Regions from separate parts of the Muntiacus reevesi genome. Here region 2 is linked to region 1. Evidence: chromatin contacts called from public Hi-C data. All regions are on one chromosome and are shown on one strand. The core of a region is the stretch at or near the end of the contact, and the rest is flanking DNA. Distances in the headings are between cores, read along the strand shown. Region 1 holds the start of SPEF2 (sperm flagellar 2). Region 2 holds the start of CAPSL (calcyphosine like).

The links. A called contact is a pair of places that touch in the nucleus more often than the background predicts.
Region 2: a contact with region 1 is called in a Hi-C map of muscle, with 11 times the contacts expected there. The contact joins the promoter of CAPSL here to the promoter of SPEF2 in region 1. A contact is called at or near these places in 2 of 3 Hi-C or Micro-C datasets (blood and muscle).

The regions. Positions count from the first base shown.
Region 1 is chr14:31,023,224-31,030,106 of mMunRee1.1, forward strand. It overlaps SPEF2 (sperm flagellar 2), which reads left to right and starts at 5,228. Exons shown (of 18, transcript XM_065905418.1): 1 at 5,228-5,357. The coding sequence starts at 5,300.
Region 2 is chr14:31,317,894-31,324,987 of mMunRee1.1, forward strand. CAPSL (calcyphosine like) reads right to left here and starts at 5,773. Exons shown (of 4, transcript XM_065905753.1): 1 at 5,637-5,773; 2 at 2,120-2,297; 3 at 1,626-1,835. The coding sequence starts at 5,773.

The sequences.
Region 1 (6,883 bases), core at 3,978-6,477:
TCTCTGAAAACTTCAATATGTAAGAAATTAAAGCATGAATTCTGATAAATGAACTTTGGTTTATCTCAGTCTCAGAACATATGACTCACTTTTTCTCGTAAGGTACCTAGTATTTTGTCTCATTTTGTTTTCTTTGTAATTTGATTTTGTTTCAAATCTGATTGCTCTCTAAGATTGAAAATTTAAATATTTGCTTAAGAAAGCCAATCGATATATAAGACAAGTCATGTGGGCCTGGAAAATATGACACACTGAAGGAAAGGTCATATCTGCTTCAATAGAAAAGACTTCAAGAATTTTGAAACAGAATTAAAATTTAACAGCATTACTGCTATTTGCCACAAATAATATGAACCTAAATCAATACCTGTTTGAAAATGTGTTGAGAAAGACTTGTAGAAGATTGCCAAACTGAATTGTTGGCCAAGCTGTGGGTAGTTGGTAAGAGGTAGGTGTCTTGGATGGAAGTAGAAAGGAGAGCACTTATTCTGAGCTTTCAGAAGAGAGAAGGAATTAGGGAGATGGAGAGAAAAGGAGGTTTCCTGAAGGTGGTAACTGATGAGCTGGATCCTCAATTAAGGATTGGCTGAGACAGAAAGTTGCTCTTTATTTTTTTTTTTTGGCCAAAAGAAGATGCAGAGATGAGAAAAGTGGGATCTAGTGAAGAAATGTGTGCAAGCTGTGCAAAGGGAATTTGTGGCTCACAGTTAAGTCTGCATTTAGGCGACATCGCAAATAGCCTCCAGTGGGGTCTTTATCCTCCAGGACAGTGACTCCAAAAATGTTTCCACCCTCATTTCACATTAACCCTCCTTCATGAAAAGCCCTCTGATGTTTTCTATTGTGTTTTATTCTTCGCTGTTTCATTTATAAAGAATTCTAGCATGATCCGTCATAGAAATTACATATTCTTTTAAGAAGTCAAAATGCACAGTCTGTAAATGCTGCTCTAGTTAAATCAATGGAAGTGCTTGAGTTGAAAAATAGAGAAGGAATATGAACTGGACTGGTTGCAGAGAGTGACTAGAGGGGAAGGGACAGGGAAATCTAGCTTGGCTGCTTATTGTGAACACTGGGGAAATATTTGTTGAATTAACTAATAGAGTGAGCATGGACATTGCAAAACAGGCTAAGGAGAAGGAATGAGAGAATGATCTTAAGGTGATGAGAGAGAAATGAAGAAATGCATGCAACACACACATAAAAGACCATATAAGATTTTCTAAAAATCCTTCAGTATGTATGTACTTATGTATATATAAACATTGAATTAGTCATTAATAAAATCCAAGCAGATTCAGGAAACAAATGCCTCAAAAACTTCTTGAAATGCTATAAACAAGTCCAAACTATTCAAAACTAAGCCAACTAGCTGTCTAATGGAAAAATTTATATAGCTTTAGGAGAAAAGGAAAGAAATGCTTAGCATCTACTATAAGCCAGACATTAATAGGTGCAATTTCTCATTTAATTCTCACAAGTCTGTCAAACAAATATTGATGTCCTTCTTCTACAGATAAGGAACTGAGCCTCAGGGGTTAAGAAGTTTTTCCAAAGTCAAAGAGCCTGTCAGATCATGAGCAGTTACCTGGGGCCAGGTGGTGGTGGTGTTCAGTCGCTCAGCTGTGTCCAACTCTTTGCAACCCCATGGACTGCAGCACAACACCAGGCCTCCCTGTCCTTCACCATCTCCTGGAGCTTGCTCAAACTCATGTCCATTGAGTCGGTGATACCATCCAACCATCTCATCCTTTGTTGTTCCCTTCTCCTCCTGCCTTCAATCTTTCCCAGCATCAGGGCCTTTTTCAGTGAGTCAGCTCTTCACTGGGGCCAGGTGTATCTGGTTTCAAATCTTGGGCTTTATTGATAGTGTAAAATTCTATTCTGAAAAAATGCTACACTTCTTTTTTTAAAAAAATAAGGTGTATTTCATTTCAGTACACCATAGCACTTTTCAACCCAAAGTGGTGTGGTGTCAAAATAATTATCATCCACGCTTCACTATCTGCAAAGGAGAAATAAGGATTTATAAAGAATGTCTTAAAAAATAAATTTTCAATTAAGTTTTAAACAGGCTGTAATGGTTGCAATTAAATGCAAGCTCCAGATACCCTAAAATTTTCAATTAAAAAACAATCAGTGTGCCATCTCAAGAACAGATGGGAAACTGTCCATTTTTTAAAATCATCTCCTCTCCCAACTGATTCCACATGCAGAAACCAAGTCATAAATCATATTGATGAAAAATAACAACATAAGCAGTGCTACAAACCTTATCCACAGCTGGGATTTCAATGGAAATTCAATTGATTGAATGGTAAAATTGGAATACTAACTAAGCTAGCCATTTCAAGAAAAAACACACAGTATAATGCATGTGTTTCAATAATAGCTCTAACTTTTTCATTAATATTTTAATGTCAGATCATTTTCAATTTGAATAGTTTAGGAGCTGAAATGTGCTTTTTTTGGTGAAAAAAAAAACCTGTGCCTTAATTTTGCAGCATCTCTTCCTCATTTATCTAAATTCTGTATATAAACTTCTTTTCCAAAATATTGCATTGGCAGATTATGTTGTTTGGAGCTGGGTTCCAGAGACAAACACTACAAATAACTGAAACAAAACAATAAGCAACAACCAAACAGCTCCTCTAGATGGCACAGAAATATTTTGCTCTGATGTGGGAATAATAGCATATATCTATGGATGCCTTATGAGCTCAGATGTTTTATTCTGGAGCAGCTATGGAACTTGATGTGCCTTCATCTACATCGTTCCCCAAAAGCAATTTTCTCAGCAGTCTAGAAAACAATAGTTCCTATCTCCCGGGCTCTACAGGCTGAAATTAAAGCTTGGAACTTCTTGATAAATGAGTAACAATAGTCTTCAATTTAAATGTACAACTGGGATGACTAGCCACAGGACTGTCTTGGAGGTCATTTCTAGGCAGGTATACATCTTTTGGAAGCATTTTCAGGGATGACATATTTCTAATGTTTAAAGGTTTACTAGATACATCTCCCAAGCTAAACAGGCTATTTAGAATATAACCTTTCAAATTTGGATAACTCTAAAATGATGCATATCAAGTGTATCAGGCTCCAATTCTGTTGGCGAAAAATCTTCCTCAGAATTCCCATGGTAGTTATGCCTACTGTGTTGGGTGTGAGAAACTCATCGGATGAGAGATTTCAATGTTAAGTAAGCCAGCAGTGAAATGGTACTAAACTTTTTTTTCCCCCATTTATTTTTATTAGTTGGAGGCTAATTACTTTACAATATTGTAGTGGTTTTTGCCATACATTGACATGAATCAGCCATGGATTTACATGTGTTCCCCATCCCGATCCCCCCTCCCACCTCCCTCTCTACCCGATTCCTCTGGATCTTCCCAGTGCACCAGCCCCAAGCACGTCTCATGCATCCAACCTGGGCTGGTGATCTGTTTCACCCTCGATAATATACATGTTTCGATGCTGTTCTCTCAAAACATCCCACCCTCGCCTTCTCCCACAGAGTCCAAAAGTCTGTTCTGTACATCTGTGTCTCTTTTTCTGTTTTGCATATAGGGTTATCGTTACCATATTTCTAAATTCCATATATATGTGTTAGTATACTGTATTGGTCTTTATCTTTCTGGCTTACTTCACTCTGTATAATGGGCTCCAGTTTCATCCACCTCATTAGAACCTCAAATGAATTCTTTCTAATGGCTGAGTAATATTCCATGGTGTATAGGTACTAAACATTTATCCAATCAGGACATACAGATCAATTTCAAATTAATTTTAAGAGAAATCTCACTATTAGGTCATTACTGTCATCATTCTTACAGTTTAAAAGAATTTGATGAATTCAAGCTTTGGGGGGGAAGTTACTTATATTTGTGACATACACATATGTACACACATATATATATTGTCCTGGTGACTCAGACAGTAAAGAATCCGCCTGCAATGCAGGAGACCTGGGTTCAATCCCTGGGTTGGCAAGATCCCCTGGAGGAGGGCATGGGAACCCACTCCAGTATCCTTGCCTGGAGTAATCCCTATGGATAGAGGAGCTTGGTGGGCTACAGACCATGGGGTCGCAAAGAGTCAGACTCAACTGAGTGACTAAGCACATTATATATGTAAATAATTTTTCCATTATTCCATCTAAACTTTAAGAAATTATTAAAGGAGAATTTTTCTTGCTGTTGTTAAAGACCATAAGACTTTATTGAAGGGACTACTGCAATGGGGTTTTGCAATAGTGGATAGAGATAGGGCTCAGTTCTGAATATAATAAGGAGAAGTGGGGATTTACAGCCAAGGAGTGCATTTGAGGTCTTTGGATGGAAAACTTCTAAGAGGAAACATCAGAGTTAAAGACTAAATTGACTAGACAGGATATTTGCAGAAAACAGGTCAGAATGGTCAGCTATCAAGGGTCAGGGACAGGGAACTAGATCAGATATGGAGGGTGGTGGATTTTCATTAAATTCACCCAGCAGAATTTTTGCCAAAACTCGACAAAGGAGCCAAGGACAGAGTTCAAGGTAGGACCTCAGGGAGAAGAGGGCTCAGAGGAGTCTGACTCAGGTTTGGTCAAGGTGAGAGTCTTTCCCAAAATACAATTTAAAATAATACCTGGAAGGAAAAAATGATCAGAAAAGAAATTCATTAAATACTCATCTCTCAAAACAATATAAAGATATGAATTACCCTGAATGTTACTTCTGTCACCACCACCAACAAAAATTATTGAAAGTTTGCTACAGGTCAGGACCTCTACCAGTTCTGGGACTAAAAGTTGTATAAGACCTATTCAGTCCCTGCTTGGGTAGCCCATATAACACAGCAATTAAAACCAGCAATTGGTAAGTTAAAGACAAAACTGAGGTCATTGGAGCAGGGGCTCTCATAAATTTCTTTAGGAGGTAAACAGGAAGAAAAAAAAATCCCCTTCAATCAAGATTCTCTCTTTCGAAGGGTTCCCTTGCCTCTCTTCCTCCACACACCAACCCTGCAAACCTCTCCTGGCTGTTGTGTTAATAGCGCTCCACCGCCTTCCCCTAGCGCTCCCAAGCCCACCGCGCCCGCGCACATCCCGGTCTTACCTACCAGCAGGGGGCAGGCCACGATTTTCTGTCCTCTTGGGCTGAGCTCTGGCACCCCCTCTTCTCCCAGCTCCAGCCTGAAAACGCTTCCTTAGCAACGGGTCGCCCTTGGCAACAGGAGGACGCAGGCAAGCGGGCGGGCTAGGTTTCCCGCGTGTTCCTGGCACCTGCGTGCGGTGGGAGGCACAGGCCGAACCATGTCGGAGATCCTGTGCCAGTGGCTCAACCAGGAACTGAAGGTGTCCCAGACCGTGAGTGAGTGCCACAGCCTGGGGCGAGCGGACCGGGGGCGATCGGGGAGCGGAGCCTGGGGCGCGGCGAGCTGTGGAGTCTGCGGGCGCAGGCTAGCTGCCGGCTCTGGCTAACCTCAGCCACCGCGGAGTCTCGCGTCTCCACTCTGCTGCTCGGCTCTGAGTTACCCATCATCACGGTGGTCCCAGCCCTGTGGGTTCTGTCCTACCATGGTTCTGAGGCTTTAGGGAGGGCGCCCTTGCTCCAGTGGAGAGAAGAACTTTCTGGACTCTTTAGCCCTGACTTTGCTCCTTTCACACTCTCAGAAGCGTGGTGTGCTGGCAAACCAGCGAAATGTGAATCCTGAAAGTCAGCTACAGCACTACTAGTTGTGTACCCCTGGACAAGTTACAATACCTTCTCCTTCTCGCAGTATAAAGGGCTGTGTGTGAAATGAGTTAATGCAGAATATATTAACATTTACAAATTTCAGCAGTTTTAACTCGATATGTACACATTTGCTACTTCTGACCACTTTTCACCCTTCCCAAAGCTGACTTCTTCACTAACCTGACTTTATCCCAGCCACAAAGTTGTCATCCAAATTTCCTAAATCCCACAACCCCAGACGCAGTTTTACATGCTGACAACTTTTGTAACAACCAGGTAATTCCAGAATAGCACTATACCCCCATTCAACTTCTTTTTGTTGTTTCTTAAACAAGAGTTCATTTTCCAACTGGTATGGTTTTGCTCAAAGCAGGAGGTTTTCAGGCCAAATCATTTCAATCTGTTTTTCCCAGAAGCATTCTTGCATAATGTCAACTTGCTTCCAGGGGGGCAATAATGCCAACTCAATCTTAAGTCATCCACAGTATTTGCTCAACCAGTAGTGTCTCTGCAGCTGCGAAGTGTTTGTTACCAACGTTAGGATCTATAAATTTGCAGCATTTGCAGTAGCCTTTGGAGAAGGAAATGGCAACCCACTCCAGTTTTTTTGCTTGGAGAATTCCATGAACAGAAGAGCCTGGTGGGCTACAGTCCAGGGGGTCTCAGAGTCGGACACGAACTGAGCGACTATCATTCACTCACTCCAGTTACCTTTCTTGAGGCATAAACCCAGACTTTTTCTTTGCCAAACTACCACCCACACACAGTAAGTTTTTTCCCAGAACTCCATGATCATCCCATGTGTCTCTCTGACTGTTCCTTATCTAAAATATGATGCTTATCTCAGGATGGTATTAGCATTTTTCTTTTCTTATTTTTTTTCTCACCATAGGAGCCAAAATGTAGTATCATGGCCTTAAGGTATACTCTTCTGAAGAAAAGCAGATACAGTGGGCTGAGTTTACTTTGGTTCATTTACTTGATTAATAAAAGCCATATTCTTTGCTCAAGTCCACAAGACTCTGTTGCATATTCAAACACTTTTGAGAAAAGTAAATAAAATTTACAAGAAATCTAAAAACAGTAATATGCCGTTCTAATTGTAATCCGTTTGGGGAGTTTTGGTTTTGAAAGGAGGAGGAAGAATTACTTCATTCCCT
Region 2 (7,094 bases), core at 4,523-7,022, 300 kb after region 1:
ACATTCTATCTTGGACTTCCCTGGTGGCTCAGATGGTAAAGAAAGAAAGAAAGATTAGTCACTTAATCATGTCCAACTGTTTGCGACCCCATGGACTGTAGCCTGCAAGGCTCCTCTTTCCATGGGATTCTTCAGGCAAGAATACTGGAGTGGGTTGCCATTCCCTACTCTAGCAGATAGCAAAGACTATGCCTGCAATGCAGGAAATCTGGATTCCATCCCTGGGTTGGGAAGATCCCCTGGAGGAGTGAATGGCACCGACTCCAATATTCTTGCCTGGAGAATCCAAAGGACAAAGGAGCCTAGTGGGTTACAGTCCACGGATTAGCAAAGAGTCAGACATGACGGGTGACTACCACTTTCACTTTTCTTTCATTCTGTCAGGGGAGTGTGTAATTTCCTCCGTTCTGTCTCGTCATAACAAAAATTTGAAGCAACGGATGTTAAAGCCCTTGGTGCATCACAGCTCTTGGACAGTGTTACAGCTCCGTGTTACAGCTCAGTTTTATTTAGAAAATAAAGATAAATACATCCTCAAGGTGTGAGGGCATGCCAATCCAAAAGACGGGAAGAGAAGAGAGAGACAGAAAGAAAGAGCACGCATGCATGTGTGCGCACAGGAGAGAGAGACTCCCGGCCCTTTGGCTCCTCTTTCTATGTTTTTTTCCTCCCCTTGGGCCTGCCCTATGTAAACTAGGCTAGCCAGGAGTGCTGTTGGTTCTACCTGAGGTCCTCACTCCTGTCCTCAGGCCTTCCTTTGTTCTGTTTTCGTGGGCTTTTCCCTTTCTTGTCTTTTAGCCACTGCCATTCTGGACTCCTTTTTCCTATTCTAGCTACCTAACAATTCCATCTCAGATTAAATACAGTTATGGAAACAGTATTCCTTATCCTACCAGGCAACACGTTTTGTCACTTGAAGACACGAGTTATTGGAAATGGGTGGTTGTTTTTGTCCTTAAGTTGACTGGAGTTTAGAAATGGAAGTTTTCTATGGCTGATTCATATCAATATATGACAAAACCCACTGAAAAATAAAAAAATTAAAAAAAATAAAAAACAAAAAACAAAAACAAAAAAAGAAAAAGAAATGGAAGTTCATCTCAAAGCCCACCAAAGATTATATCAGAGTGAATTCTGTTATCTGGCATTCCCTTAATGAATGCTTCCCTGAAATGACATTTTCATGTAGCAAAGTGTGATGACAAATGATGCTCAGGAGGATGTGTGAAAAGGCAGGCAGCATCCCGAGATGCCCTGCGAACCATGTTCCCCAAAATTGAATTATGGTCTTGTTTCGAAGTTAAATATGTATTATCATCAAGTTCGTTGAAATTAGGCTAGCTGTGTATGGTAAATATGGCAACTAAGAAACAGAACATTTAACCAAAATGCCACAGTCTTCAGATGATGGGTATTTAGCTGTATGTGGTTCCCCTACAAATATATGTGCATACACACACGAACACACACACACACATTTTTATTACCTTTGTTCTAAGCTTTCTAGATAGTCACCAAGGAAACATTTTACTTCTATTTATAAAATAATATTTTTAAGACTTGGGGCCCATTTCCCATTTATAATTATGGAAAGAAATTTCACTAGATTAAGTTCTTTCACTCACCACTCCATCTTTGTCATAAGGTGAGTCAAAGTTATCCAGAAATTTCCGGAACACTTGCTCCTCCGTCCATTCACCATTCTGATACTTTGGATGGTGTTTTGCATTGTACACCTCTCGAAGGTCTTCAATTGTTATCACACCATCTCCAGTCTTGTCTAGCTTTCTAAAAGCTTGCATAATCACCTCTTTTCTGGCTCTGGACATTGGAGGCTAGAAACATAGGAAAAAAAGTCACATACATAAGTCGATGAGCTTTCCTTGTATCATCTGCAATGAAATATCTGATTCCTCTCAATGATGGGAAATTGCAATTGTATGTGTGTCTTTAAATGATGTGCATTGTGACTGCTCCAGAAAGTCCCTAAGCCTGTATTGTCTTCTGCCCATCTCCTCTGTGGTGTGCTATCAGCTTCCGAAAACCAAGTCTCACGATAGCCAATCCAAATCACGTTAAGTCAAACCCAGTGGATACAGTGATTCATGGGATCACTTACTCTTAATGTGAGAAGAAATTCATTGAAGTCTATTGTTCCATTTCCATCTTTATCGAACCTCCGGAAAAGCTCTTCTGCTTCCTCCTTTTCCATGACCACAGCATAATCATTTAACCCTTTCACAAATTCTTTGAAATCAAGGGTTCGGTTGTTATTGTCATCCATAATTCGAAACACTCTGTAGATAATATACACATACAAAATGGAAGAAAAAACACAAAGAACAAGATATAAGAATAAAAATTCAAAGAGCAAGCCACTCTCAAGATTTTTTGAAGTAAAGACAAAAGTCTTAGGTTCTTCTCTGGTGAGCTTCTTTCCAGCCCCTCAGAAAAGAAAATAAACATTTAAAAATATACTGTGTGCTCTAATTATATGACATTCTGAAAATGCCAGAACTGTAAAGGCGGTTAAAAAAAAAAAAAAAGATGCAGGGAAGGGGAGAGAGATTGGGGAAGCCCAGAGATTCTGGGCAGTGATATTTCTCTGCATGACACTAGAGTGGAAGATACACGACGTACATTTGCTAAAACCCATAGAAACTCACAGCACAAAGAGTGAGCCTTAATGTGTACATTTCAAAAAATTGTTTAGCACATCAGGGAATCCCAGGAAGGAATACAGATTGTGCGGCGAGAATTCAACTGTTTTATAAAAGTTTGAGACCATCTCACTGAAGGGGGATGGAAAGATGAAAGTGCTGACTTAAGTAACTCTGGAAATGAGTAGAGTTCATAAGACTAAAGACAAAATGAGCTGCACATAACCTCTGTATTCCAGTTGATAAAGATATTTCTCGTGGAGATACAAGTTGACAATTTCCTTGTTGCTATATGGGTGCCCTGGATCTGAACAATTAAAGGGACGATGTAAGCTAAGCCTCTCACTGTTGGAGTGGGGATTTATAGATAAGATAGGACAGAGGGCTAGAATGATCTGATCAATAAGGATTGAGTTGGAGACATCAGTAGGGATTCACGTTTAGCTTAATATAAACATAGATGAAAACATATAAAATATTTACAGATATGTATATACAGAGAGGGGTTAGCCTGTACATCTGTATCTCCTTGTTCTGTCAGCCAAGAGAATCTAGAAGTAATACCTCAGCAAGAACAAGAACATCTAGAGTCTAGATCTTGGTTTATAATACAATTCTCCAATAAAAGGAAATGAGCTTCTTGGAGAAATGTCTGATTCTAGAACTGGGGCAGGAAAATTTGCAAGATAAGCTTGGAGTAGCTTATACCAAAAAGTAAAGAAGTGCTCAAAGAAACTCTACATTGATGGAGATACATCAAACAGAAACAGAAGCCAACCGCAAGAGCTCCCAAAGCCAAAACTGAAACAATTTGAACAATAAAAAAGTGTTGGGTTATATCCCAAAGTATAAAATACATATCCATGAGTTAATAATGGTTTAAGTAAATGATTGAATAAGTAGATAAATGTGGGAGAAGAGATAAATTTCTCTTGCCGAATTTGAAATGAATTGTGCTCATACTCTCTCCTGAAGGAGGAAACCATGCTCCCCAGGCCCTAAGTGGGGCTCTGCATAGACACTTCCCTTCGAAGAGTCCAATATGGAGAGGCAGTAGGGAAAGCAAGTTTACAGAGAAACCAGGCACTGTCTCAGCCAGGAGACCAAGATCAACGCCAGTGGTGATAAGCCATTCTGATAGTTGGAGAAGGAAATGACAACCCACTCCAGTACTCTTGGCTGGGAAATCTCATGGACAGAGGAGCCTGGAGGGCTACAGTCCATGGGGTCACAAAGAGTCAGACACAACTGAGCGACTAAACCACCATCACCCTCATGTTGATAGCATGCATGCATCCTTGATTTGATGTGATGAGAATGTCACTTTTCTTCTGTGGCCCCCAGAGAAACATAATCCCAGTCTAACCGTAAGAAAAAAAAAATGGGGAAAGGGGCAGCCAACCCTTGAGGAGAAATGTAGGGAAGGGCAAAACCAGTAAAGGGGAGGAGGCAGAGGGCATTCACGCAGAAGGCCAAGGAGGAGACAGCGTCTGTTCACAGTAGACTGGTTCACAGTGGAAAGGCTGATAGGGGAGTGGGGTGGAGGTGGCATAGACAGCAGCAGAGATTCAACTGAATGGGCCTGGAATAGATGAGACAGTAGTAGTCATGAGGGGTCTACACTGAGGACAAGAATGTGACCCCAGCACAAAGGTGGAGGATGGATTAATACAATGTTGAAGGGAAGTGGGCTGGTCTTCCCGTTGGACCGTGACAGCCTGGCCACCAGCATCCATCTGCCCATGTCCTGAGCATCTGACAGAGCTGGGCTTGGCCTGAGAGTGGGGGACTGCTGAAAGTGACATTCCAGGGCTCAGTAACCTGTGGGAAAGGAAACCTCTCAGCCACCAGATGGGAGCTTGGAGTTCCCCAGTGCTGGCACTCTGTATGTCTCTAACACACAACTTCTCACACCAGGAGGAGCCCGTCCTTGTGACTCTTGGTGTCCTGAGTTCTCCATTAACCCTGGAGAAACCTTGCTTGCCCATGAAAGCCCTGAGACAGCACGATGCCCCACCCATGGCAGGCAGCGGGTTTAGTCTTTGGAAACAGGCAACACTCAGGACCCATCCTTAGGGGGCTTACAGTCTCTTTCCACTCAGGTTTCCCAGGCCTGAGGACTAATCCCATGATCAGAGGGCCGGGAACAGGCGCTGTTCTCCTGTTAAGCTGAGGGAATCCCTGGGTGGCAGGAGATTCCCGTGTCCCTGGAAGTGATGGAGACACAAAATCTGCAACTGCCTCTAAATCTCTATTGCCCCCTCCCTATTCTAATTCACTAACCCCCCTTTGAGGGAACTTTCAAATTTTACTCATGCCAAACATCTGATCCTAAGCTCAGTGAATACTTTAATAGCACATCCATTGCTTTCTCTGGACATACAGAGTCATTTCTCAGCCTCTCCTGAACCCTACTGAGAGCTTGAGGTCAGCAGAGGCAAACTATTACATTTAGCATGGATAAACAACAGGGTCCTACTGTAGACCGAAGGGAACTATATGCAAGTCTCCTGGGATAATTCAGCCCTTATTGTCACAGCTTTAGGGGCTGTCTCTCTCATTACGCTGCTTGTTGTTCAGTCTCTCAGTCATGTCTGACTCTTTGCAACCCCGTGGACTGGAGCATGCCAGGCTCCCTTGTCCTTCACTGTCTCCCAGAATTTGCTCAGACTCATGTCCATTGAGTTAATGATGCCATCCAACCATCTCATCCTCTGTCACCCCCTTCTAGGTGTCTCTAACACCTGGATGTGCTTCTCCCTTCACTTTGATTTGTCCCAGTAGCTGCACTTAAGAACCAAAAATTGTCACAAGGGACCTCAGAGATCAATGCTTCCAAACTCTGCATTTTACAAAGGCGGAGCTGAGACCCGGGAGGAAGTGACTTGCCCAAGGGCCCATGGTTGGTCTCAGCCTCACTTAGCTGCACTCTGCCTTTCTTCTTCATCTCCCTGCAGCCCACAGACCGGGTCCTACCTGCCAAGCCCTTTGATGCCCGCTGAGCCCCTGGCCAGGCACTGCAAACGGAGCCTCTCGATGGGGTCAGTGGTCACGGTGAGCTTCTTCTTGGCCTGGATCGCCATCTCTCGGTCATGACGTGCGGTCCCTGCCATCTGAGAAGGAATAGACACAGGTCAGTGGGGATCACGCCTCCCCGTGTGCCTCTGGCTCAGCAGGGTGACCACAGCCTCGCTGAGAAGGACATTCACAGCACACTTGCTCACCCACTTCCTAAGAACCATCTCAAACCTCCCAGAATTTCCAGATTTCAGCTGCAGCAACCATGTCCTGGCACATTTATTACTGGCTTACCTAGTCCTGAGAACATCGGATCTCTGCAGCCTGGACAATAGTTTTAAATATACAGCCATCCCTGTTGATGATACACTTTCATCTCTCAGAAGCTCTCTTCCCATCACACAAAAATGAGTCATTTCTCCAAACACTTTTTGAGCCAGTCTTACCTGCTTTATTCTTTTATCTAGAAGTTTCCATATTCCCTTTGACTGCAGATTTAATATTCTCCTTTTTGGTCTAAAGATTAATTTTTGATGCTTCTGTCTTCATGGACATTCTCAGTACTGGGCTTTGATGATTCCTACGAGTAATGAGTATGTTTTCCTGGGTTGACTGGGCTTCCCTGGTGGATCAGTGGTAAAGAACCTGCCTGCCAATGCAGGAGACACGGGTTCAATCCCTGGATTGGGAAGATCCCCTGGAGAAGGGAATGACAACCCACTCCAGTATTTTAACCTGGGAAATTCTGTGGACAGAGGAGCCTGGTGGGCTACAGTCCATGGGGTCACAAAGATTTGGACGTGACTGAATGACTGAGTACACATGAATGTCTGGATTGACCGGTTAATGTCCATTAACACCTAAGTAGGTTCTCAGGACAGAGAAAGGTAAATAGACTCTCTCTCCTGAAGAAGAGCTATATCTTTTTTCTACAGTTTGCCTTTTGTGTTTTAAACATTTTAAACATTTAAACAGGAGAGAGGGCGGCTGCAGGGAAGCCCTCCACTTTTCAAGGTCCACGAGCAATGTACAAACTATGCTGACACCGCAGCCAGGCGCTGAGATCCACACAATCCCGGAAAAGCCATGGAGCTGGGAGCCCGGAGACCCAGGTTCTAGGCCTGACTGCAGCCCACTCCTGCTGAGGTCTGAGCAAATCTCGGGGCCTCTGATTCTTCCTCCTCTGTTATGTGAAAAGATGAGATTAAAGAATCTTTAAATTCTAGCTCTACTCCAAGAAACACAAATCTTCCTATGAGCCCACTGACCCAGTTAATTGGGGAGATTCTAGAAATTTCTTTTTCAGGGTGAGTTGTGAATAAAAGGAACAAAAGAGCTTGATGGATATGCAAAAAAAAAAATAATAACAACACTCATGGTGCAGAAAATACTGGTGTTACAAGGGTACTGCCCTTG